Regions from separate parts of the Rattus norvegicus genome. Here region 1 is linked to region 2. The links are chromatin contacts, called in public Hi-C maps. All regions are on one chromosome and are shown on one strand. The core of a region is the stretch at or near the end of the contact, and the rest is flanking DNA. Distances in the headings are between cores, read along the strand shown.

Region 1 (6,038 bases), core at 844-3,343, 210 kb before region 2:
AATTGCTCCCATTCTTTGTTTTCCTGCCAGCAACTTTAGATCAGCTCATCTCGATAGAGCTTCTCCATATTTCAGCACAAGACTGGCTTTGTAAAAGTTACTGGTGATGGGGAAAGTTTAAAAACAAAAACAAATATCCCCCTCCCCCACCAAGCCGTGCCTTCACCCCCTGCACCTTTTTGTGAATGACACCCTCAGGGCCCTTCATTGTACTTAAGGTAACTGTTTCTTCTTATCCTGAGCAAGCTGGTTCTTCAGAAACTTCAGAAGCAACAGTCTAGCACAGCCCCAAAGGAAAACATGTGCGACTTAGTGCCCAGAAATGGCTGAAGCACTCCAGCCATCCATGCTATAATCTCTGGGCCAGAAGACTCAGACTGGGTGGCCTGCAGCCTGGAGCTTTTAAGATAAAAGAAAAATTATATAGTAACAGAGCCCTGGTTCTTGAGGAGTAAAGAAATTGTCACTGCTCTTTTACACACTGTGAGTTCTCTTCTGAAATAACCTCCAGCAGACTTCCAGCTCTCAACTCCTGGGCTAATCAAGGCTCTTCAGTTCTTCCGGAGGACCGAGATTTGATCTTGGTTTCTTGTCCCAAAAGATCTGTCTCTGTGTGTGGCAGAGATCTCGTACAGAACCTGGGGCTCTGGAGGGATGGTTGCTACAGTTTCAGGATGAGCATCAGATAGCTGCCCAGTGAGCTCCTAGCAAGAAGAAAGTGAAGTGTGTGTGTGTGTGTGTGTGTGTGTGTGTGTGTGTGTGTGTGTGAGTGTTTGTGTCTGTATGAGTGTGTGTGTGCCTGTGCATTCCATAGAATGTGTGTGGAGGTCAGAAAGCAACTTTGAGAGCTAGGAGACCAGATCTGGTGGTCAGTCTTGGCAGCAAGCGCCTTTACTCATTGAGCAATATTACTGGGCTTTCCTTAGATGTTTGTTTGTTTGTTTGCTTGTTTGGACAGCAATAGAAAATTAACATAATACCAGAGTTCACAATCCTTGATCTAGGATCAGTAATGTAACACATTTTACAAACCCACAATAGCTCTATATGGATTATTATATATATTATACTATATTATCTAGTATATCTAATATACTTCCATATTGGAAGAACTAGAAAACACCCACAGCAGTCCTCTACAGCACTATGTGTAAAGAGAGCTGGGTGGTCTGTTCAGAGCCTCAGAGCTGATTCTTGGGTAATCCCGTGGCTTCTGCTTTGGGTCTAAGGATGTGCTTGGAAACGTGGGCGTGGCTGACTTCTCCACAGTTGCAAGGTTCCCACTGTTCCAGATGGCCAGTAAGGAATGTGATGTGTGGCCCACCTCTGGAAAGGATCGAGGAAGCTCGGTGGTATTTCCTGGCAAAGAAAACAAGGGTGGTTCTTTACGGCTTATGCCTTCCTTCAGGTACTAGGGGTGTTTGATTGTACTTATAAGTAGTCTATGAAACAAGAGAAGGTGTCGGAAAAGCAGAGCTCGCGGGGATTGTAATTTTACTGAAACCGGAGTGTCGAGGGAATCCCTCTGGGGGAGCAGAGGCACTGGCTTAGCGTGCCGTGCCTTCTCCATCTTCTCAGAAGCACTAGGCCTAGAGCCCCGGCTTGCACACTGCGAGCACATTTAGAGTTTGTGATGGTTGAATGAGACGCGTCTCCTAGGCTCCTGTGTTGGAACACTTGGCCCCAGCTGGTGGCGCTCTTTGGGAGAGTTGTGGAACCTGAAGCCTCAGTGGAGGAAGTGGGTTACTGTAGGCTGGCTTGAGGTTTTATGAAAGCACTTCCGGCCTCACTTCATTCTCTGCTCCCTAACTACAGCCTAATGGACCATGCTCCGGCCTCCTTGTGTTCCCCACCTGGAATACTGCCCCTCCACCGCCACCCCACCCCCACGCCCACCCCTTAAGCCACGAAGCAACATAAACTGGTTCTCCTTTAAGCTGCCTTTTCTCCTGTTTTTGACCACACTGAGAAAAGTAACTAATTCAGCAGAACCTAAAGAAAGGTCTCCTGCCAAGCCTGGCCAGCACAACGCAGAGCCAGCATTCCTGTGTTTGACTCCTGCCAGCAGCTCATGCAGACTCCATCAAGAACTCTCGGAGAGACAGCCCTGCGCGGAAATCTAAAGCGGAGCTGGCACGAGGACATCACATGCTTCCAGAGCACCAGCACTCAGCCAGTTAGAAATAGTGGTGTCTGGGGATAGGTGGAACCCGTGGGTTTGTTGTTTTCCCCTATTTAATTTCTTAGAAAATAGTTGAGGTCAGCGTTCGTTTTGTATCACTTGCATGGAATGCAGCCAAGAAGGAGGAAACCGCTCTAGTTATGTGCTTTGTGTGGAGGAATACATTTTACTCTCTCTTTATGCTGTGGGCAATGTGTTAACATGCCACTGGCTGAATTACCCTTGACTTAAAACACCTGAAGGCAATAAATCCAAGCCCTATCAGGTGACTCATGGGAAAGGCATGCCTCCCTCCTCTGCGGTCCACTGGTCCGTGAGTGTGCGTGCCAATCACCATCACCTGGAGGCTCACTGAAAACAGACGCTGTGTTTCTGATTGAGTGCATTTCTGGGCTGGAATGTGGCCTGGGAATTTGCATAGCAGAGGAACGCCCAAGATGATGCTGGCATTCTGGCTCTGGGGCCACGCCTGAAGGTTCCCTGTCCTGAGTAAGGGGCCAGGGTTGCAGAGCAATGGAGACACCACGTAAAGCCGGCACACCGGCACATGTCTATCATCCCAGAACGCCAGAAGGAGTAGAGGAGGTGGCAGCCTGAAATCAGAATATATAATCTACTATGTATCAAGGTCAAGCCCAGCTTGGACTACCTGAGACTCTAAATAATAAACAAATACGCTACCCCAAATAGACTCTTTTAAACCCAAGGTTACTCAAGCAATTCTCTCCTCAGGGACAAACCAGGGATCCTACCTTGTAGGTTGAGGTTCACAATCTTAGCCCAACTTTTAAAAAAGATTTAAGATCCGAGGACGGATTTGCCAAGTGCCCCACCCAAGTGCTACTGACACTCACAAGGCTGCTCCCCATCCCTTGTGATTTTGTGCCCTCTCAGTGTGGTGGCTCTCCATTTGCTGTGGCCCTTTCCATTGGACTTGCTTGAGCCCTGCCCTGTGAATGCTCTAACAATCAGACCAGACATCACTGTTCTGTCCCCACCAGATCCAAGTCCTGGTCTTGTAGCCTTTCTCTCCTTACAGTTTGCTCACTGAATAGCAAACCTTCTCTTGGTTCCTCTTTAGAAAATCCCACAGCTTGCAGTAGGATGTATCTTTTGAAGGACATTGTCCCGGGCAATGAAGAGCCTACAAGGAAATGTGGTGCACACTCTGTGATGGACACGTGCGATGGAAGATGTTCACTGTCAACCCGACAGGGTTTGGAGTCACCTAGGAGACACACCTCTAGGTGTGCCTAAGAGGAAGTTTCCAGAGAGATTTGGCTGAGTAGCAAAGACCCCCCCCCCATGAGTGAGGGTGGCACTGTCCCCTGGCTTGAAAGCCTGGACAAATAAAAAGAGAACTTGAACTGAGCAGAAGAGTTCATATCTCCTTGCTACCTGACTGGATGCAAGTGACCATCTGCCTCAAGGTCCTCTGGCCATGCTTCCCCTGAACCAAAATAACCCATCCCTCCCTTCGTCCTTTCCTCCCTCTCTCCTTCCCTCCTTCCCTCCCTCCTTCCCTCCTTCCTTTCCTTCTTTCCGTCCTTCCTTCCTCCTTCCCTCCCTTCTTCCCTTCCTTCTTTACTTCCTTCCTTCTTTACTTCCATCCTCCCTTCTTCTTTCCTTCTTTCCTTCCTTCCTTCAAGTTTCTTCTGTCAAATAATTTGTCAGAGCAAGAACAGCAATTCACTAGGGTGGGAGTGGGGGGTGGAGAAACGGCATAGCAATTAAGAACACTTCCTGCTCTTACTGATGACCCAAGTTTGGTCCCCAACACTCACATCGGGCAACTCACAACCCCCTGTATACAACCCCAGGTCCAGGGAACCTGCCTGCCATCACTTAAGAGGCACAGAGGTGGGCAGATCTCTGTGCATAAGGTCAGTCTCATCAACATTCTGACTTCCAGGCCAGCCCAGGCTACCTAGCGAGAGCCTGTCTCAATAAGTAAATGTACGAACAAATGAAAAAATAAACAAGGTTTTGTTTTTAACAAGGGCAGTAATGGATCAATGGTTTCAGCTGTTAAATAACTCATGTTTGGAAGAATTATCACATTTCTTCATTTAAGGGTTAATTTAATTAATTTAACAGGACAGGATGTTTGTCTGGGTAGACCCCTCCAGGTAAAAGCACAAGCCACACAAGGCTGATGACCTGAGTTTGCTCTCAGGATCCAAAGAAAGATAGAAGGAGAGAAGTGACTCTATGAGGTTGTCCTCTGAACCTTCACACAGGCACTGTGGTGCGTGCGCGCGCACACACACACACACACACACACACACCCCACAAATAATGATGATAATAACATTTTAAAGATTTGTTTTACTCTTGATCATGCACATATATGTGCGTTGTGTGTGGGCATGTTCATGTGTATACAGGAGCCTGTAGAGGACAAAGAGGACATCAGCTCTCCTGGGGCTGGAGGAACAGGCAGTCGTGGGTTGCCCAGTAGCTGTGGGTTCTGGGAGCGGAGCTCTAGTCCACTGGAAGCACCGTCAATCACTGAGCCATTGTGCCTGCTCATGAAACACTTGTCTTAAGTGTGGGAAGCATACAGTTTACAAAATGATACCTCTGATTTGATTTTATTCATGCAAGTGTGTCTAAATAGGGATGCCCTTAGGATTATTCTCAAAATAATATGTATGACCTTTTTTCTTCTTTTTATAACTTTTAGGAGGGCTAGAGAGATGGTTCAGGGGTTAAGAGCACTGGTTGCTCTTCCAGGGGACTAGGGTTCTGTTCCCAGAACCCACATGGCAGCTCAGAACTGTGTGCAATTCCAGTTGCAGGGGATCTGATGCCCTCACACCAATGCATGTAAAACAAAGCTAAACAAACAGCTTTCAGAATGCTTTTTTACACACTAATAATGAAGCTGCATTACTTATGGAAGAAAAGGGCGGGGGCTCTCTGTTCCTTTTGTGCTCTTAACAGCTTGTCAGTTTTTAAAACTCAGGTTGCCTGCTTGACTGTTGTTTTTGAAATAACTCTTGGGTGGGAGATAATAATGCAAATCTTTTTTTTTCAGCTAAAGGAAGAAAGGGAGGAACTGGAGGTCAGACCTTGGCAACAAAGCTCATAGTCACATTGTGCACGGAGCGGCTGCCAGCGTGGGAAAACCTTAGCGCCGGAGTGGAAATGTGGCCTGACAAACAAAGGCCACATACCAAACGTGTAAATTCACAGACACTGGAGAAAAATGTCCCAAATGAGTATGTTTAAAATGTTCAAGTTCTTACCCGCTGTCCTAAGATCAACCCAAATGCCAACTTAAGAGAAAAAAAAAAACAAAAAAAAAACAAAAACAAAAACTCAAACAGACAATCGAGCAAACAAACAAAGAAGTCATCAGTTCCCTTCCACCTTGACTCTTCCTGTTCCGATAACTGGTGTTGCAGGTGTGCACCACACAGGCTAACAATGGGTAACCTGTAGCCTCCAAAGTAGGCAACAATGAAACATTTTTAAAACATTCTAGCTGTTGTTTTGATACTTTATTTTTAGTGTGTGTGTGTGTGCAGGTGTCTGAGGAGGCAAGAGGAGGGCATCGGACCCCCTGGACGCGGAGTTACAGGTCCATCAGATGTGAGTACTGCTTTCTGATCCCTGTCCTCTGGAAGGGCTTCCAGCGCCCTTAACTGCCCAGCCATCCTTTCAGCCTAAAAGCACCTACTTTATTCTTCCACAGTAAGGCTTGCATTTGAATTGTTTTTCTTGCATGGCTATTCTCCTATCCCACCTTTAGCTCTTACTCCTTGATGTAAGGCAGACTAATGATTTGTCAATCAGTAGCTGGCAGAGAGGAGGTGGCAGGCAGCCTGTCTGACTATTTTAATTGTCATTT
Region 2 (5,975 bases), core at 3,221-5,720:
TCTGAAAAGTTCCCGGAATTCCAAAACCACACACCTCTGCTAGAGCACGAGGTAAATCATAGTCAGCTGCTGTGGACAGTCCAACGCAGCCCCAAAACCCACACCTGGGATTAAAACAAAAACATATTCTTATAATATTTCTGTGGGAGTTTTTTGGTCAATTAACCACATTTTCAGCATTCTCACTACACTTTATCAACTGTGCTGTCTCTCCAGGGACCTTGGGATGGTTGGGACCTTTGCTTGTTTTAGCACACACAAAAAAGACAACACATGTGTCAGGGATAGAGAACTTGGGCAAACTTAGGGGAAATTAAGAAGACAGAAGAGAGTGGGTTCATTTCTCCTTTCTCAGGAAAGGGAAGTAGCATTGGATAGGAGCTCGTCTTTTCATATCTTGAACTGTCGGGTTGCATAATGCTCTTCTCAGAATTATGAAATCACTAGGTCCCCTAGGCCACTTGTCATCTGAGTCCTCATTACCTCATGTGCTCACTTAGCCAACACATGCTTGACTACGCACCTCAGACATGTTTGGTACACGGATTCAGAAGTCAGGAAAGATAAGCGGATAGTGCCTGCCCTGGACTGCACACCTGAGACATGTTTAGTACAGGGATGCAGTTGTAAGGGTAGATAAGTGTATAGTGCCTGCCCTCAAGACCTTTGAAGCTGAAGGAATGGGATTGGGAGTTAGTGGAAAACATTATGGAACCTCGATATCATAAATGTAAAAGGCACCAGGCACGGCAGATGAACACCTGTAACTTCAGCAGTTGAGAGAGGAGGCAGGAGGAGCCAAAGTTCAAAGTCAGCCTGGCAAGTTGGAAGTCAGTGAAGTACATGAGACTCCATCTCAGACAGACAGACAGAATGGAAAACAGGCATACCATGAAATAAGTGCTTAGGGACAGTCATATAGAGTTACGCTCACATGTGCACATATACTACACACACACACACACACACACACACACACACACACACCTCTGTCTCTCTGTGTCTCTCTCTACCTTGTGTGAAGAGATCACTCAGTGAGTCTGGAGCTCACGGCACACACACACACACACACACACACACACACACACACACACACACACACAGAGAGACACTCACAAAACTGGCACAAATGTGCCTGAAACCCCAGCGTTGAGGAGGCAGAAGGATCTTTAGGGTTTGCTGGTCACCCAGTCCAGGTAGTCTTGCATCCCCAAGATCAGGGGGACACTCAAAATCTACTCTACGCAGATCTACTCAGACAGATGAGGACCGGTGCCAACCTTGGATGTGGAGTCAACAAGGACAGAGAAGGTCACAGTGGGAAGTCAGAGCTATATGGTGGCAGGCTCTGGGAATGCAGAACAGGCTCTGAGCAGAGCAGGGCTGTGTGAGATGGGGACTCTGGAGCAGGTGCAAGGGTTTGCCCCCTACTTCCTCAAGCTCACTGAGTTCTGTGGTGCTGTCCAATGAGTTAGTGACAGAGCTTGCACTTCAAAACTGTCTTCAGCTCCAATCTCAAGCAATGAATGGAAGGGCCCAGAGCGACCCTGCCTGAGAGTGAGTGACCTGTAAGACAAGTGCTCAAGGGATGCCAGTGGCCTGGGAAGGCCTCCCAAGAAGGAAGGTGGGGAATGCTGTCTCCCTCACTAACACAGTGTAGCTGTGTGTGTGTGTGTGTGTGTGTGTGTGTGTGTGTGTGTGTGGCGTATGTGTGTGTGTGTGCTGACCAGCCCCCACTCTCTTCCTGTCTGTCCGTGCACTCCCTCACCAGATGCATAAGAGATAAGGCCTCATGGTAAAAGATGACCCTTTCCTAGAAGGTGATCCAGAGGTAGTTTTTGGTGCTGAATCAAGACAGAGTTCCAGCTTTAACAAATTCACCCTTAGCCTGCCAAAGTCAGCTGCATGCATTGGGTTTGAGGAAGGGCCCTCTGCCTTTGTTCTGGGTAAACCTAGCTTGTCTTAGGCACAATTCACTGTATGAGCAGACAGCGTCTCTCAAACCTTCTGCCACGGTTGTTTGTTTTTGACACCGCTAGAATTACCTGAGAAGAGGGACCCACAATTAAGAAAACGCCTCCATCAGATTGGCTTGTGGGCTGATAGGTGACTGACATGGGAGGGCCCAACTTGTCAGCAGTTGAGTGAGCCAGGGGGAGCAAGCCAGTAAGTAGCACTTCTCCGTGGCCTCTGCTTCGGTTCCTGCCTCCAGGTTCCTGCCCTGCTTGGGTTCATGCGATGACTTCCCTAGATGATAAGAGCACAAACTTAAAATAAACCCTTTCCTCACCAAGTGTCTTTTGGTCATGATTTTCCTCTCAACAACCCTAACCTGAACCATGAAATATTGAGGGTCCCTAGTTTTGAGGGCTGGTTGATCACAGACTTCATCATCCACTCAGGTGTCTGACAGAGAATGGAGATTACATTAATAAACCGCAGAACAGGGGCTGGGACTATGGCTCAGATAAAGTGATTGCCACATATGTGGAGACCCCACCTCCAGACCCTGCATAGGAAACTGGGTTGGGGGGCAGGAGAGAGCTTGGTGTGTAAAGTGCTTGCTGCACAACCACGAGGACCCGAGTTCAGGTCCCACCACCCACACAGAAAGCCCACCATTTGCTTCATGTGTGCCCATAGCTCCAGTGTTGTGGAGCAGAGACAGGAGAATCATTGGAGCTTGCTGGTCACCATCCTGGTTTTAGGTTCAGTGAGAGACCTTGTCTCAAATAAATAAGGCAGGTAGTGACAGAGAGGACTCTGGGTATCCTCTGGCTTCCATGTATGTGTGCACCCACACTCACTTGTGCACAGTGATACACACACACACACACACACACACACACACACACACACACAGCTGGCACAGATGCAGCTGAGACCCCAGTGCTGGGGAAGCAGAGGCAGGAGGATGTCTGGGTTGTTGACCAGCTGGTCAGGCCAATCTTCCATCTCCAGGATCCATGGGAAACTCATGCGAGTCAAGGGGCTGGAGAGCTGGCTCAGCAATTCAGAGCACTTGCTGTTTCTACAGAGACCCAGATTCAGTTCCCAGGACTCACAAAGTCACCTCCTGGACACGTGGCTAGTGCCGCCTTCGGTGACTCTCGTTCCAGAAGACTCTATGTCCTCTCATAGTCTCTTCTGCAACAGGCGTGCATGTGATGCACATGCAGACATGAAGGCAAGGTACTCACACATCAAATAAAATAAACCCTTAAAAACAAATCAGGTGAGGTGATTGAGGTACACATGGGATGTGAACTTACGGCCTCCACGTGCCCCACACAGACAGGTTCACACATGCACACGCGCACACCCACACACCCAAACCTACATGCACATGCATATGCACACACACACACGCACACACACACGCTCACGCACATGCACATGCATGCACACATGCACGCACACACACATACACCACAGAGATTGTCTCTGGAAAATGTGGTCACACCAGAAAGAATGAAAATTTTGATGGGTCTTCCTACTGATAGCCTTTCTACCTTCAGCCACGTATTTTCTGTCCTTACCTGAATTATCAAAGATTGATCATTGGAAAACAGAAAGCAGAACCCCCCAACCTAAGACACTTTTTATTTTATTTTTTATTCATTTTATTTTTGGTTTTCCAGGACAGTATAGCTTTAGCTGCCATAGAACTCACTCTGTAGACGAGGCTGGCCCCGAACTCGTAGAGTCCCGCCCACGTGCGCCATCCCAGCCTGGTCCCCAAAACACTTTTATTTCTTTAGTTTCTGACAGGCAACACCCTGAAAATACCAGCCCTACCGCGATCACAGGGCCAACTATTTGGCTTTACCCAGCAGACCACGCCCAGGAAATGGTCCTTCCAATCCGAGGCTCTACCCAGGTGCTCATTAGAAATGCAGACGCTGCCGGTTCAGACCTACTAAACCAGAACCTGCAGGTTAGCTAACTTCCTAGCCCAGAGTGATTAATTCGCACACTAAACTCGGAGACAAGCCCCTGGACTTTTGTTCCACAGTAAGAAACAGTCCTTTACAAACGTAATCACGCATGCATGTCCATAAAACTGAAACTAAGTTCTCATGAAGTGCTTACCGTTATTTTATTAGGGGAAACCACGTGTTCGGGACTCTGGAGCTACATTTCAGAGCTCCCTCCTGGGTCTCAACGGAGTTATGAAGTCCCTGGGAGCAATGCCTAGAAGGTGTAGGGGATGCTTGGAGGAGGGTATCAAGGAAAGTGGTTTACACCACCTTCTAGCTTGTTTTGCGAAACGTGCGCTTAGTCACTTCTGAGTTTGAACTTGGAGCCGGGACTTAGCAGGGTCGGGGTGAGTGGGAGCGCTGGGAGTGGGCAACTCAAAGTTCGTAGAGTCCCTCAAGGTCCAATCCAGCGGCCTTGATTGGTGGCCGGAGGAAGGCGAGGGCTGGAAGCTGGAGGAGAGGACCGGAGCTGGAAGGCTCTTGGGCGGCGAGAGGTCCTGCCCAGCTGTTGGCGAGGAGTTTCCTGTTTCCCTCCCGGCGCCCGGGTAAAGTTGATGAGTGAGTCACTCGCGCGCACCGACCGACGACACCCCCCGCGCGCGCACACGCTCGCCTGGGGGACGGAGCCCCAGCCTCCTGCGCAGCTCTCCTCGGCCGCCGGGGGCCTCCTCCGGGCCTCCGAGCTCCGGGGATCGCCGGCCACATCTGGCCCGCACCTCTGCCCAGCGCGCTCCGGGCGGCGCAGGCATCCTGAGAGGGCGAGGAATAAAGGCGCAGCCCGGGGTCCCCGAGGCTCGGTTCGCGGCGCCCCAGGGGCCGGTCTATGACGAGCGACGGGGGCTGCCATGGGTCGGGGGCTGCTCCGGGGCCTGTGGCCGCTGCACATCGTCCTGTGGACGCGCATCGCCAGCACGATCCCGCCGCACGTTCCCAAGTCGGGTGAGTGAGTGGCCGGGGCGCGACGCTGGGGGGTTCACTAGGGCTCCTCGCTCCTTCTCCAACCCCCAGGGCAGCGACTGACAGTCGGCCGCGGGACCCGGCGCGAGGGCGGAAACGGGAAGTTTGTAGCGGCCCGAGTCGGCTCGGGCCCGCGGGGTTCCGGGGAAGATCTCTCGCAAAAGAGCAGGACAGTCCACTTGCGGGGGACTTGGGGACGCTCCTGACCCCTTTGTGAGCGCACGAGAGGCGAGGGCGGCCACGAGGGGCCTGCATCCCCGGAAAGGGAAGTTTAAGAAGTTGGAAGTTGGAGGAGCATCGGCAGGGGACTGGCCGCCCAGCTGCTGCACACCTGGGCCGCTCACTGCCCGAGACACCGCGACTAAACCAGACTCCCAGCCCTCAGCTCTGCCACCTCGGGAGGGATTCTGGGCCGCGACTCACTGGGTACAAGTTAGAGAAAAGAACTGATCTCTAGCCTCACTGTTTCCTGGCCTGCTGGGATGCGGACCCAGTGAGGGTGGTCGGGTTGATGGCTGAGAAAAATTTGCTGCATGCCTACTAAGTGTTGGACTGCACGGGTACTGCCTGGAATTAAAGATCTCAGCAGCTGCGGTTCAGTGGAAACACCTAACCCGGGTTGCCCTCCAGGTCCCATCGCAGGGGTGGTGCAAGAACTAGGGCTCCTTCCTAAGAACTTTTTTGGGAAGTTTAAAGTCTGACATTTTAACCCTAAAGTTAGAATTGTTGCTGCTATCTGTGTAGGACCACTATCCGGGCAAATCTCGTGGCTCTGGGCCTCGGTTTCCCCTTGTGTATAACTCAGTGGTTCAGTTTGTGTAAGTTTACACTCTTTTCATCACTGGCTTTCCATGACCTTCCTTGGTGACTAAGAGGTGGCCAGGGTGGATTTGGGGTGAAACACAGAGGATGGGGTGGCCCTGTGTGTGCGTGTTGCCGGGCGCGGAGGTGGGGTTCGAGGGAGGGCTTTGAAGATGTCAGTAGTTGGAGTGATTTAACGGTTTTGGATCATATTGCAAACAGGAGCGGACCATCTCA

What was found. A called contact is a pair of places that touch in the nucleus more often than the background predicts.
Region 1: a Hi-C map of the A7r5 cell line shows a contact between it and region 2, with 4 times the contacts expected there. The contact joins the enhancer-like site here to the promoter of Tgfbr2 in region 2. A contact is called at or near these places in 6 of 12 Hi-C or Micro-C datasets (the A7r5 cell line, the Rat2 cell line, liver and 2 more).

The regions. Positions count from the first base shown.
Region 1 is chr8:124,969,741-124,975,778 of GRCr8, reverse strand. It overlaps LOC120094286 (a long non-coding RNA gene), which reads left to right. Exons shown (of 5, transcript XR_005488544.2): 5 at 5,223-5,664. Among named protein-coding and RNA genes, the nearest start is that of Tgfbr2, 210 kb to the right of the region's middle. Within about 2 kb of position 2,093, at least 30 of the 93 cell types and tissues checked have an H3K27ac peak or open chromatin away from gene starts, as enhancers often do. A contact at or near this core is called in the A7r5 cell line and liver, where this site is marked.
Region 2 is chr8:124,759,964-124,765,938 of GRCr8, reverse strand. Tgfbr2 (transforming growth factor, beta receptor 2) reads left to right here and starts at 4,470. Exons shown (of 7, transcript NM_031132.4): 1 at 4,470-4,919. The coding sequence starts at 4,826.